Regions from separate parts of the Xenopus laevis genome. Here region 2 is linked to region 1. The links are chromatin contacts, called in public Hi-C maps. All regions are on one chromosome and are shown on one strand. The core of a region is the stretch at or near the end of the contact, and the rest is flanking DNA. Distances in the headings are between cores, read along the strand shown. Region 1 has its middle 6.9 kb from the start of hipk3.L. Region 2 overlaps hipk3.L (homeodomain-interacting protein kinase 3).

What was found. Hi-C and Micro-C count contacts between places; a contact is called where the count stands out from the background.
Region 2: a contact with region 1 is called in a Hi-C map of the XTC cell line, with 3 times the contacts expected there. The contact joins two enhancer-like sites. A contact is called at or near these places in 2 of 4 Hi-C or Micro-C datasets (the XL177 cell line and the XTC cell line).

Annotation. Positions count from the first base shown.
Region 1 is chr4L:13,173,081-13,179,673 of Xenopus_laevis_v10.1, forward strand. No RefSeq gene overlaps it. Among protein-coding and RNA genes, the nearest start is that of hipk3.L, 6.9 kb to the right of the region's middle. Within about 2 kb of position 2,786, at least 1 of the 7 cell types and tissues checked has an H3K27ac peak or open chromatin away from gene starts, as enhancers often do.
Region 2 is chr4L:13,237,340-13,243,932 of Xenopus_laevis_v10.1, forward strand. hipk3.L (homeodomain-interacting protein kinase 3) reads left to right here. Exons shown (of 16, transcript XM_018257441.2): 3 at 5,161-5,284. Among protein-coding and RNA genes, the nearest start is that of tcp11l1.L, 48 kb to the right of the region's middle. Within about 2 kb of position 2,327, at least 3 of the 7 cell types and tissues checked have an H3K27ac peak or open chromatin away from gene starts, as enhancers often do.

The DNA.
Region 1 (6,593 bases), core at 1,536-4,035:
CAGCATGAAGGCCAGTTAGGGGGAGATTTGGGGTGAGTGCTTATTTGTGCCCTGGGTACCCCTGGAAATATAGAAAGGTGACTGTTACCTCAATGTTTCTATATATCTGTAACCTTGTTATGAGCTAAGGGGGCCAGTCTGATGGTCAGTTAGGGGGAGATTTGGGGTGAGTGCTTATTTGTACCCTGGGTACCCCTGGAAATATAGAAAGGTGACTGTTACCCCAATGTTTCTATATATCTATAACCTTGTTATGAGCTAAGGAGGCCCAGTATGAAGGCCAGTTAGGGGGAGATTTGGGGTGAGTGCTTATTTGTGCCCTGGGTACCCCTGGAAATATAGAAAGGTGACTGTTACCCCAATGTTTCTATATATCTGTAACCTTGTTATGAGCTAAGGAGGCCCAGCATGAAGGCCAGTTAGGGGGACATTTGGGGTGAGTGTTTATTTGTGCCCTGGTTACCCCTGGAACTTTAGCAGGGTGTTTCTAAATTTTTGTATATCTAATTATCTGGAATTATCTTCCCTTTATTCAAGAAATCATTTTTAATTAACACATAGATTCTACTTATTGATAAAAATAGTATTCCTCTAATAGCAGCTTGCTACAAAAAAATATTGGGTTTCTACAGATTAAATCACAGATGTTTTACCATGGTGCCTTGTGTATTCAACCTATATCCTTACATTGCTGATGAAAAGTGCAGGGAGGTGTTGGTCTCTACCAGCAAAAAAACCCCAAGGCCAGAAAATACAAACAGACTGCACCTGTTAGTTGTAAACTGAATTCAGCCCTTGTTGAAACCTTCCAGCTGGGGTTGACAGTTGTTGTGAGGATTATGTTACTTTAAAGTGGCCACGCTAGGCAGACTGTGTCTTAAGAATCACTTAATCTATTTTCTTCTAATCTCTTTCTACATTTGCATTACATACTTAGGTTCTTTGATCAACACACGCTGAACGCTGTGCCGGGTACACTTGTTATTTTTATCTCTGAGAGCTATACCGCAGAATTCAGATTTGATTTCACTGAAAACGTATTCATTTTTTTTTAAAGGCCTACAGTCATGTGTAACAGTAAATTAGAGTTCACATTTCCCTCTTTCCAAATAACAGACTTATCCTTGTGATGGTGTAGTGTAGAGATGGGCAAGAAGACTAAGGGGCAAATTCATCAATGGTTGAATATCGAGGGTTAATTAACCCTCGATATTCGACTGGGAATGAAAATCCTTTGACTTCGAATATCGAAGTCGAAGGATTTTGCGCAAATAGTTCGATCGTAAGATCGAAGGATAATCGTACGATTAAATCCTTTGTATCGAACAATTCGAACGATTTTAATCCAACGATCGAAGGATTATCCTTCGACCAAAAAAAACTTAGCCAAGCCTATGGGGACCTTCCCCATAGGCTAACATTGGGTTCAGAAGCTTTTAGGTGGTGAACTAGGGGGTCGAAGTTTTTACTTAAAGAGACAGTACTTCGACTATCGAATGGTCGAATAGTCAAACGATTTTTAGTTCGAATCATTCGATTCGAAGTCGTAGTCGAAGGTCGAAGTAGCCAAAAAAATACTTCGAAATTCAAAGTTTTTTTTACTTCGAATCCTTCACTCGAAGTTAATGAATTGGCCCCCAATTCATTCTCCCAAAAAATTATAAACTGTTTAGGACTGTTTAGAAAATTCTAGGCTACCTCCTTGGGCTCCAAGAGATACATTTCCATGGAATTTTGCAGCGCTATGTAATATTAAAGGGGTTGTTCAACTTTAAATCAACTTTTAGTATGATGTACTCATTGATATTCTGAGACAATTTGAAATTGTTTTTTTATTTTTTACTATTTGTGTATTTGATTAGAATAAGAGACTGAATAGAAGGAATGAGAGGAACTGAATAGTAGGATGAATAATAAAAAGTATTAACAATGCATGTGTAGTCTTACGGAGCATTTGTTTTTTTAGGTGGAGTCAGCGACCCCCATTTGAAAGCTGGAAAGTCAGAAGAAGAAAGCAAATAATTCAAAAGCTGTAAAAAAATATAACATTATGACTAACTGAAAAGTTGCAGAGAATTAGCCATTCTATAACATCTAAAGGGGTGGTTCGCCATTACATTAACATTTAGTATGATGCAGAGAGTGATATTCTGAGACAATTTGCACTTGGTTTTAATTTTATATTATTTGTGGTTTTTTTTTAGTTATTTAGCAGCTCTCCCATTTGCAATTTCAGCAATCTGGTTGCTAAGGTCCAAATTATCCCACCAACCATGCATTGATTTGAATAAGAGACTGGAATATGAATAGCAGAATAGCAGAGTAATAAAAAGTAGCAATAGCAATATATGTGTAGACTTGCAGAGCATTTGTTTTATATGGGGTCAAGGACCCCCATTTGAAAGCTGAAAAAAAGAGAGAAAAAGAAGGCATATAATTACAAAACTATGAAAAAGAAAAATGAAGACCAATTGAAAAGTTACTTAGAATGGGCCATTCTATAACATACTAAAGGTTAACTTAAAGGTGAACCGCTTCTTTCTACATGGACGTTTTTGGCACGATCCGACGCGCTGCGACAAAACGCCGGCGACAAATCGTATGCAACGGAAATAAGGTAAGAGATAGAAATGTCGGATGAAGTTGCAGTGTTGATCCAACGCGACACGACTGTCGGATGCAGACGCAGCGTGGAGCACCTGCATCCGACAGTAGCGGGGTCAACGCTGTGACTTCATCCGACAAAGCATTCACTTACCTTATTTCCGTCGCATGCGTCGCAATTATCCTAGCCGGCGTTTATGAGTATCAGGGTTAGAACTAAGGTTAGCCAGAAGAGACAGCTGCATAGGGTGCACCGGGGTTGGAGGGAAAAACAGTTTATTTGTGACTTCCTTCAAGTCTTTAATGAGGTTACAGGAAGGCCTGCACCGTAGGAATCCAGAATTTACTTGAAAGCATCTTTCTCACACCTCACTTTAGACTGTAAGCATTTTATTTAACAGGTTTCACCTGTTTGATCTAACAGTAGTTTGGTTACAAGACCATCAATTTGAAACAAAATTCACATATATGTGTGTATTCCTGCCCTTAGTCTCAGAATTTCGGCAATATATTGGGTTAAAGTTATCCTTTCAGTAATGGAATTTGGTGATCTTCCTTTGATGAATAAATAGATGATTTTTTTTAACTCTATACAAACTTTAGCGAACTGACCCTCCCCCCCAAAAAAAATCGTTTTTCATCCATAACAGTATATAAATTGCTTTAGCACAGCCTTATTGTGCCCACAAGCCTGCACCCGGCAGAGCCTATCTGTATCTTGAGCAGTACTGTCGGGACATAATACCCGGATTTTTAATAGTAAATAGACCCAGGGCAGATAAGAAATAGAGCTGAGTCATGTCAGAACCACATTGTCTGTCAATCCTCTTTGTGAAATGCTCAGCGAAGCAGTGAAGTTAAATATGAATGGATGTTGTAAGAGCTGATACAATGAAAAGCCTGAAAGAGGATTAGAGGCAGCAATATGTATCAGTCGTTAGTGGAATTTAGCCTTCGCTTCTTCAGACTGTAATTGCGTGGGCCTGTTACCCTTCATTGCCAATAAAATGCATGAGATGGGCCTAATTGGTGCTTCTAATACAACAGTACAGATATGGGACCTGTAATCCAGATTGCTCGGGACCTGGGGTTTTCCTTATAATAGATCTTTCCGTAATTTGGATCTTCATACCTTATGTCTGCCTTTTGCTATTAAGGCCCTCTCCTATTCATATTCCAGCCTCTTATTAAACTCAGTGCATGGTTGCTAGGGTAATGTGGACCCTAGCAACCAGATTGCTGAAACTGCAAACTGGAGAGCTGCTGAATAAAAAGCTAAATACAATGGGGCTCATTTATCAACACTGGGCAAATTAGCCCATGGGCAGTTACCTATAGCAACCATTCAGTGATTAGCTTTTTAAAGCCAGCTGCAAGTAGAACAATGAATGCAGCCATCTGATTGGCTGCCATGGGTTACTGCCCATGGGCAAATTTGCCCAGTGTTGATAAATGACCCCCAGTATGTTTTCAGGGGACCAGAAAAAAATGGTGTAAAATCCAGGAAAATTTATTATGCAGAATATATAGGTGGGACCACAAAACAACGTAAAATGTAAAATGAGGGAAAACTTGAAATAAGGGGATGTAAAATGTGGGTTCTACTGTAACTCAAAACGGGTTTCCGGATAGCTTTTCCCATACCTGTATTGTGTTTTTAAACAAGTGCTAGCTGCTTATTAGTTGCTATGGGCAACTAGACTAGATTTTAAAGTGTGCATTCTCTCTATGCAAGGCTTCTCCTGCCAAGCAAAATACTTTGCCTTTGGGCATCAGAACTTTAAAGGAAGGATAATGCCACCTGCCACTTCTGAATGACTAATGATCACTAATGAATGATTAATTAATCTGGTTCAAAAACTGGTTAGTTGTGCATATGCTATAATTATTAATTAAGCAGCCATTGATCTAAGGTGCTATTTAATCACCATTATGTAATCCGGAGGAAATTGAATTCCCCCACCCCCACAACTCAGCTACATCTTTTGTTCCGCCATCCAATCTGTCTCTTATATGCACTTTGGGACAAAGTCTGGACGATGGAACAACAAAAGAACCCAGAGGCCATTTGCAAATGGCAGAGCACGGTGCAAAAAACAGGTGCAAACCACTTAGTATTTTGCACTTTGCACCTTTCCCCGCCATGCACCACCCACCTACAATGCTGTGTTCAACAGAAAAGTGCAGGCGGTAATTGTTTATGGCATTTTTATTCCCAGCAATGTTAAAGGAGTTGTTCATCTTAATATTAACTTTTAGTATGATGTAGAGGATGATATTCTGAGACAATTTGCAATTGGTTTCCATTTTTTATTATTTGGGGTTTTTGAATTATTTAGCTTTTTATGCAGCAGCTCTCCAGTTTGCCATTTCCAAGAAGCTCCAATTGAGGCAGCTGACATCAGGGAGCAGCCTAACCTTATCCAGGCACTAGCCTTGATCTAAAGCTGATCATACATTAGTCTGGCCACTCATGCCTGGAGTCCAACAACTGGAATTGAATATCGTTGCCATGTTGCATTAAATACATTCAAAATGATGCTTTGAAAGTTTAGAGTGCTATTTTTACTAAGGTGAACTTCCCCTTTACTTTTATGAAAATGAAAATAGCATATACTCATCGTATAATTGATTAGCTTCTGACCAATTCTATATATATAAAAAATTAATTCACATGTAAGTATTTCACTTCTATTCCTGGCATAGAAGAGCATGACCACTTCCCATGAGATTTAAGAATAAAATGGAGTAGCAATGAAATGTATTAAGTATATTCCCAGCACCTCTTTACGGGAAAGTGTACGGCATGGCCGGCATTTATGAAAGAAATGGAGTAATATATGAGCAAGGACAGTATGTTTTACCCTGTTAAATATTTAATGTTACTTTTTTAATGCTTCTCCTGTGCTACCATAATCTGTTTCAAGGAAAAGAATATGATTCTAAAATACATTCGAGATCAAGGATTTGCTTGTAACATTTGCCAACAAAATATAAAATGTATTAATAACTTGGCAGAACTTTACTGTTGCTCAACTGGGATCATATGGACATTTTGCTATCCATTTATTCAGTGTTGGACTGGCCTGACATAGTACTAGAGGATCTCCTGGGGTCCTAGTACTTAGTGGGCCTCAGTCTGGGACCATTCCCATGACCCTGTCCTCTGACACTGACGTTATTTCTATGCAATGTGACACCAAGACTGCAGGGTCCAGGGTGAAGCTGGAGTTAGGTATAGTAAGTGTAGAGTGATAGATCCTCAGGTCATGCTTGTGCAGGGTGGTGGGGGTACAGTGATGTAAATATACATAGGAGGCAGACCCCCCTGGGCCTGGGGAACCTGCTTCTTCTGTAGCATAAAAATTGTGGAGTGATCACCCACTTGAGAATGTGGTGGGGGAGCAGCTCCGGGCACGCTGAGTCTCTCTGAAGATTCTTTAGTGGGGAGGCCTGGCACACTTTTGTTACACGAATGGCAGGGTATCTGCTGTGAGTTCAATTCCTGCAGGTGGTTGGGTACCAGTGGAATATCCACAAAGCTTTGGGTGGAAAGTCCCTGATTCCCTGACCATCCATTTGGCCCGTGGTTACCCCAGGGTAGAGTGCAGGGCTGGATTTACTATCCAGGCTCCTCTAGGCCGGCTCTGCTCGTCCCCTTCTCCTCCCCCATCTCCTTCTCCTCCCTGTCTCCTCCCCTGTCTCCTCCATATCCCCTCCCCTTCCCCTCCCAGTCCCCTCCCCTTCCTCTCTACATCTCCTACCCGTGCACTTCCCATGCACAGGTAGAATTGCACTGGAGATATGTGGGCATGCTGCCCCTGAAATTCTGCCGCCCTAGGCCTGGGCCTTTGTGGATTTGCCACAAATCTGGGCAGTTTTTCTTGCCGTTTCCTGGTTGATCTGCCTATAGAGTGAAGTTATTGCTAGACCATGGAGACATTGCTTCTTATGTTGCAGTTACTGGGTCAGTTACAGCAGGGGTGCCC
Region 2 (6,593 bases), core at 1,077-3,576, 64 kb after region 1:
AAAATTATTTAGCTTTTTATTCAGCAGCTCTCCAGTTTGGCAATTTCAAGTTGGGATGCACCGAATCCAGGATTCGGTTCGGGATTCGGCATTTTCAGCAATATTCGGATATGGCCATATCCTTCTGCCCAGCCAAATCAAATTCTAATTTCCATATGCAAATTAGGGTCAGAGAGGGAAATTGCGTGACTTTGTCACAAAACAAGGAAGTAAAAAATGTTTTCCCCTTTGCCCCCCCTAATTTGCATATGCAAATTAGGATTCGGTTCGGTATTCGGCGGAATCTTTCGTGAAGGATTCAGGGGTTCAGCTGAATCCAAAATAGTGGATTCGGTGCATCCCTATTTTTGAGTAATAAAACAAATCAATAACAATAAATCTGTAGTCTTACAGAGCATTTGTTTTTAGATGGAGTCAGTGACCCCCATTTGAAAGCTAGAAAGGATCAGAAGAAAAAAAGCAAGTAACTTAAAGTATAACATATAAATAATGACCAGTTGCAAAGAAATAGCTAGGAACCACATCACCAGCTGCATAACTTCCATGCCTTCTGTACATTGCCCACTTTATATTTAGCCCCGTGTTAATTTGATCCCGGCACAAGTAAAGCTTACAAACAATCTAATATTAAACGCAGGGCCTCACAGAAAGGGGAGAGCTTGGTAAACAAAGATTCCGTTCCTATCACGTATGTAATCATGTAAGCAGGCATAGAAACTGAGCATATTGTGAAAGGTGAATGCACAAAAACACTGCCAGTTACCACTAATGAATTGGCACAGGTAGAGATGGGTGCTCTTCTGCAGCTGAAAAAAAACGATGGTTAAGAATCAGCCGAACAGAAACTCTATACAACCCAAGGGGAAGGAGTGGGTGTCAAAAAAACATTTCTGCATCTCTGTAACATTGGGAAGTTTTGATGGGGAAGGAACAGTGGTTTTCCTTTTTAAGCAAAAGTGTTTTGTTTTTGTGGGGGGAAAAAAGGCTTTATATGTAATTACGGTATTTTTGAATCCAGGTGTTGCAGCTGTCGCAGCTCTAGGGCCTGTTACACTTTGGTGGTTATTTTTATGTTTGAGACGCAGTTTTGAGAACCCGTTAGCACGTGAACCAACAAAATGTATCTTATTGTGCCTGGTTGTAGCCACAAGTGTTGTTCCACAATGGCTCCACATTACACGAACACTGTCTGAATTGTCCCAAAAAAATTGTGTGTGTGTGTATATATATATATATATATATATATAACCATGGAAGCAGGTTCGCACTCTCAGGACTTAAAAATCAATTTGTGGTTTTATTAGAGGAAGAAGGGACTTGACGTTTCGGTCAGCAAATATCTATCTCTATCTATCTATCTATATATATATGTAGATATAGATATATATAGATATATATATATATATATATATAGTTGCGAAGACGAAGCCGCACTCACTGGACTTACAAAGCAATAATCAATTTTATTGGCACGACTGACGTTTCGGCTGGAACACCAGTCAGTGCGGCTTCGTCTTTGCGACTTTAAATTCCGTTTTGGAGGACAGCACCCAGGCAACTTTAACTACTATTTTGTGAGTGCCGATACATCTACTTTTGAGAGATATATATATATATATATATATATATATATATATATATATATATATATATATATGTGTGTGTTTACAAATCGGATTGGAGCACTTTGTCGGTCCCAGACTTAGTCCATATGCATGGACAAATTACATAAGAAACAAAAAAGTCCAGACAAATTCCAGGATTTTTATTGTACAATCACTAACGTTTCAGCTGTATCTCAGCCTCCTTCGAGGGAATGGTTTGTGTCGTGCACCCGGGCAATGTGGAGTTTTTAATTGCAAGCGCTGATTATCTATGGATTATATATATGCCATATGCACACACTACATAAGTGTAATGAGCCCTGGTGCCAACAGATCTTTATCATCTTGGTACAACAAAGGATTGTTTTCAAGTCCCTGTGTGCAACAGCAATTTCTTTTTCTTTTTTTTGTCAAATATAAATATATATATATATATATAGATATATATATATATATATATATATATATATATATATAATCTATTAGCAATAAACGTTTTCCACCTCCTTTAAGCTATAGCTGCTTTCCTGATCATTCTGATCCAGCGGCAGGGCAAGTTAAGTGTTAAATCCTGATTATAGTGCATGTGGGTGTTAAAGTGTTGCACAGCCAGGGAGCACAGCATACGCTCTGAACCAACTGTTTGCCACAAGCCTGAATGCTGGCCAACGCTGCAAGTAGAAGGTTGTGTTTGATTGCTCTGGGCTGCCGGCCGTGAAGGTGGACTTTGTACAGCAGAACACAGGCTTTTATAGCGAGCGAGCAGTACTAATGGATAAACACCACTGACTCCACCTACAGTTAAAAAGTGGTGTAAAAATCCACATAAGTGCGGAATGTACAGACTCCTTACACACCATCTACCTTGAGTTTAATAACCCTCTCCCACCCATACACTGAGACAGCATCAGGAGTGTGTATAAGGGGTCCTTGCTTCTATATGATCAGAGGGGACAGCTAAGTGGGTATCCTGTTGTCCTTTATTAGTATTGTTTCAAAGACTTTATAACAGTCATTAGGGCATTTTCAGCCATCGCTTGTTATTATCCCTTTCCTATACTTGCTTTACTTGTACTGGCAGTGAAAGGGTGACTGGGGCTGTAGCTGAACTGTTTCCGGATTCCCAGCTGCCACTTCCAGCTGCCGGCCTCTATCACCTGTGCTGCACTTCAGCTGTTGCTCACACTCTTATGGCTTACATACAATTGGGAAATTCAATTCCTTGCAGGGGTCGCCCTCCCTGTGATAACTGAACTTTTTGGTGCCTGAAGGCCTCTTTTCTTTGTAAATGATCTGGAATGTGAAAAGGTATTATGGCTTCCTTTAAGGACCCCCTCCCGAATTCTCAGCAGCACAGGGTTTGTGGGTTTACATTTCAAGCCAAACAGGCGGAGATTTTGTTATTGAGATGGCTTTGGTTTCTGCCTCAGACGAATGACTTGCACAGGTGACCTAATGGCTAGTGTTCCCATTGCAGCCTTAAACGAGACCAGTAACACACACAATCCAAATTAATTACAACTGACATTCGAGTGATTCAATGCCTGTGAAAATATTTCCCTTGACAAATTCGTCCTGCTTTTGCTCATAGTGCGATGCCTGCAGGCATAGTTTAGTCCCCAAAAACTCCCTACTTTTTTAGGGCAGAGAAACACGCTGCTATTTCGGGAGATTAGTCGCCCAGCGAAAAATAGCTTCTTCTTTGGGCGACTAATCTCCTCGAAAAGCCTTCCCACCGACTAGAATCTAAATCGCCAGTTTAATGACACTCTGAACGCTTCGGCTTTCCAAAGTCGCCCGAAGTTTCCTTGTGAGGCAACTTCTTTGGGCGATTAATCTCCTCGATAAGCCTTGCCGCTGGCTAGAAACTAAATCGCCGACGTGGTGACACCCGGATCGCTTCCGCTTTCCCAAGTCACCAAAAGTTTCCTTGTGAGGCAACTTCGGGCGACTTCTTCGGGCGATTAATCTCCTCGAAAAGCCTTGCCGCTGGTTAGAATCTAAATCGCCGTTAGGGTGGCAGCTTTCCGAAGTCACCCGAAGTTTCCCTGTGAGGATGCACCGAATCCACTATTTTGGATTTGCCCGAACTCCCAAATCCTTCTTGAAAGATTCAGCAGAATACTGAAATGAATCCGAATCCTAATTTGCAAGGATTGGAAAGGGGAAAACACTTACTTGTTTTGTGATAAAAAGTTACACAATTTCCCTTCCAGACCCTAATTTGCATATGCAAATTAGTATTCGGATTTGGTTCGGCCGGGAAGAAGGATTCGTCCGAATCCTGCTAAAAATGTCCGAATCCCAAACCGAATCCTGGATTCGGTGCATCCCTAGAGGCAACTTCGGAAAATTAAGAGTTCCGAGTGCCATCCCACTGGCGATTTTCATTGTAACTGGCGGGAGGCAGTACAGGGAGATTAGTCGCCTGAAGAAGAAGCGATTTATCGCTGGACGACTAATCTCCCGAAATAGCAGCGTGTGTCTTAAGGAAACTTTAGATCATGGATAGAAACAGGTGGCCTTACAAACTGAAAGTAAGAGCATTAAAACAAACTCGTTTCTAAAAATGGTTTGTTTCACTGTATCACTTCCCTGTTTTATAGCTGTACTAATATCATCAAGCCAGAAGTGCAAACTACATTTACTTCCCATCAGGTTAAAGCACTAGTTTGCCTTTAAATTAACTCTTTAGGATGATGTAAGAAGTAAAACCATTGCCGTTGGTTGGCGTTCCACCTTTATAGTTGCTAGGATCCAGTTTACCCTAACAACCAGGCAAGTGGCTTGAATGAAAGACTAGAAGAAGGGTCTGAGTAGAAATATAGTAATGAACAGTAATGATAAAATTGTAACATCACAGAGGACTGTTTTTATGTCTGCCGGGGTCAGTGACCCCATATGAAAGCTGGAGGAAGGCAAGTAATCGAAAAGGTATAAAAAATAAAGACAGTATCATAATTGACTAAGGATAGGGTACAGTTATGGAAGCTGTTGTCCAGAATGCTCGGGACCTGGGGTTTCTTGATAACGGATCTTTCTGTCATTTGGATCTCCATACCTACTAAACAATCGTAAACATTAAATAAACCCAATAGCCTGGTTTTGCTTCTTATAAGCATTAAATTGGTGTTTCACCATATGTCTTCTTCTTCTGAGGCTACAAATTTATTGTTAATGCTACTTTTTATTACTCATCTTTCTGTTCAGGCCCTCTCCTGGTCTCTCATTCAAATCAATGCATGGTTGCTAAGTTCATTTGTACCCTAGCAACCAGATTGCTCAATCTGCAAACTGGAGCGCTACTGAATAAAAAGCTAATTTTGGATTATATGGATAAAATGGAGTCTGTGGGAGATGGCCTTTTCATAATTCAGAACTTTCTGGATAACTGGTTTCCAAATAATGGATCCAATACCTGTAATTTATAATTTAAAGGTGAACTACTCCTTTAAGTGATTTTAAAGTTTTTTTTTTATCTACTTTACTTTAGCTTGAATACAGTTGTTCTTTTCTTCCCTAGTTTACATATACATCTGTTTTTTTGTGGTTTCAGAGCTCCGGAGGTCATTTTGGGATTGCCATTTTGTGAAGCCATAGACATGTGGTCCCTGGGCTGTGTGATTGCAGAGTTGTTCCTTGGATGGCCGCTCTACCCTGGGACGCAGGAGTATGACCAAGTAAGTGCACGGCTGCGACAATATATCTGGGGAAGGGGAAAAATAATGTATTAATGCATTTAAAGGAACAGTAACACCACAAAATTGTTTTAAAGTAATGAAAATATAATGCAGTGTTGCCCTGCACTGGTAAAACTGATGTGTTTGCTTCAGAAACACTACTATAGTTCAAATAAACAAGCTGCTGTGTGGCAGTTGGTGGAAATTTAAAAAAGTCTACATGTCACAGGTTAAATAGAGGATAACAGATAACACCATTATGTTCTACAGAGCTTATCTGCTGTGTAACCTGAGCCTTTTCTCCTTTGAATGGCTGCCCCATTGCTACACAGCAGCTTGTTTATATAAACTATAGTAGTACTTATCTGTTATCTACTGTGTATCCTGTGCTTGAATGGCTGCCCCCATGGCTACACAGTAGCTTGTTTATATAAACTATAGTAGTACTTATCTGTTATCTACTGTGTATCCTGTGCTTGAATGGCTGCCCCCATGGCTACACAGTAGCTTGTTTATATAAACTATAGTAGTACTTATCTGTTATCTACTGTGTATCCTGTGCTTGAATGGCTGCCCCCATGGCTACACAGTAGCTTGTTTATATAAACTATAGTAGTACTTATCTGTTATCTACTGTGTATCCTGTGCTTGAATGGCTGCCCCCATGGCTACACAGTAGCTTGTTTATATAAACTATAGTAGTACTTTTCTGTTATCTACTGTGTATCCTGTGCTTGAATGGCTGCCCCCATGGCTACACAGTAGCTTGTTTATATAAACTATAGTAGTACTTATCTGTTATCTACTGTGTATCCTGTGCTTGAATGGCTGCCCCCATGGCTACACAGTAGCTTGTTTATATAAACTACAGTAGTACTTATCTGTTATCTACTGTGTATCCTGTGCTTGAATGGCTGCCCCCATGGCTACACAGTAGCTTGTTTATATAAACTACAGTAGTACTTATCTGTTATCTACTGTGTATCCTGTGCTTGAATGGCTGCCCCCATGGCTACACAGTAGCTTGTTTATATAAACTATAGTAGTACTTTTCTGTTATCTACTGTGTATCCTGTGCTTGAATGGCTGCCCCCATGGCTACACAGTAGCTTGTTTATATAAACTATAGTAGTACTTATCTGTTATCTACTGTGTATCCTGTGCTTGAATGGCTGCCCCCATGGCTACACAGTAGCTTGTTTATATAAACTATAGTAGTATTTTTCTGTTATCTACTGTGTATCCTGTGCTTGAATGGCTGCCCATTGAATGGCTGCCCCCATGGCTACACAGCATATAATGTATATAT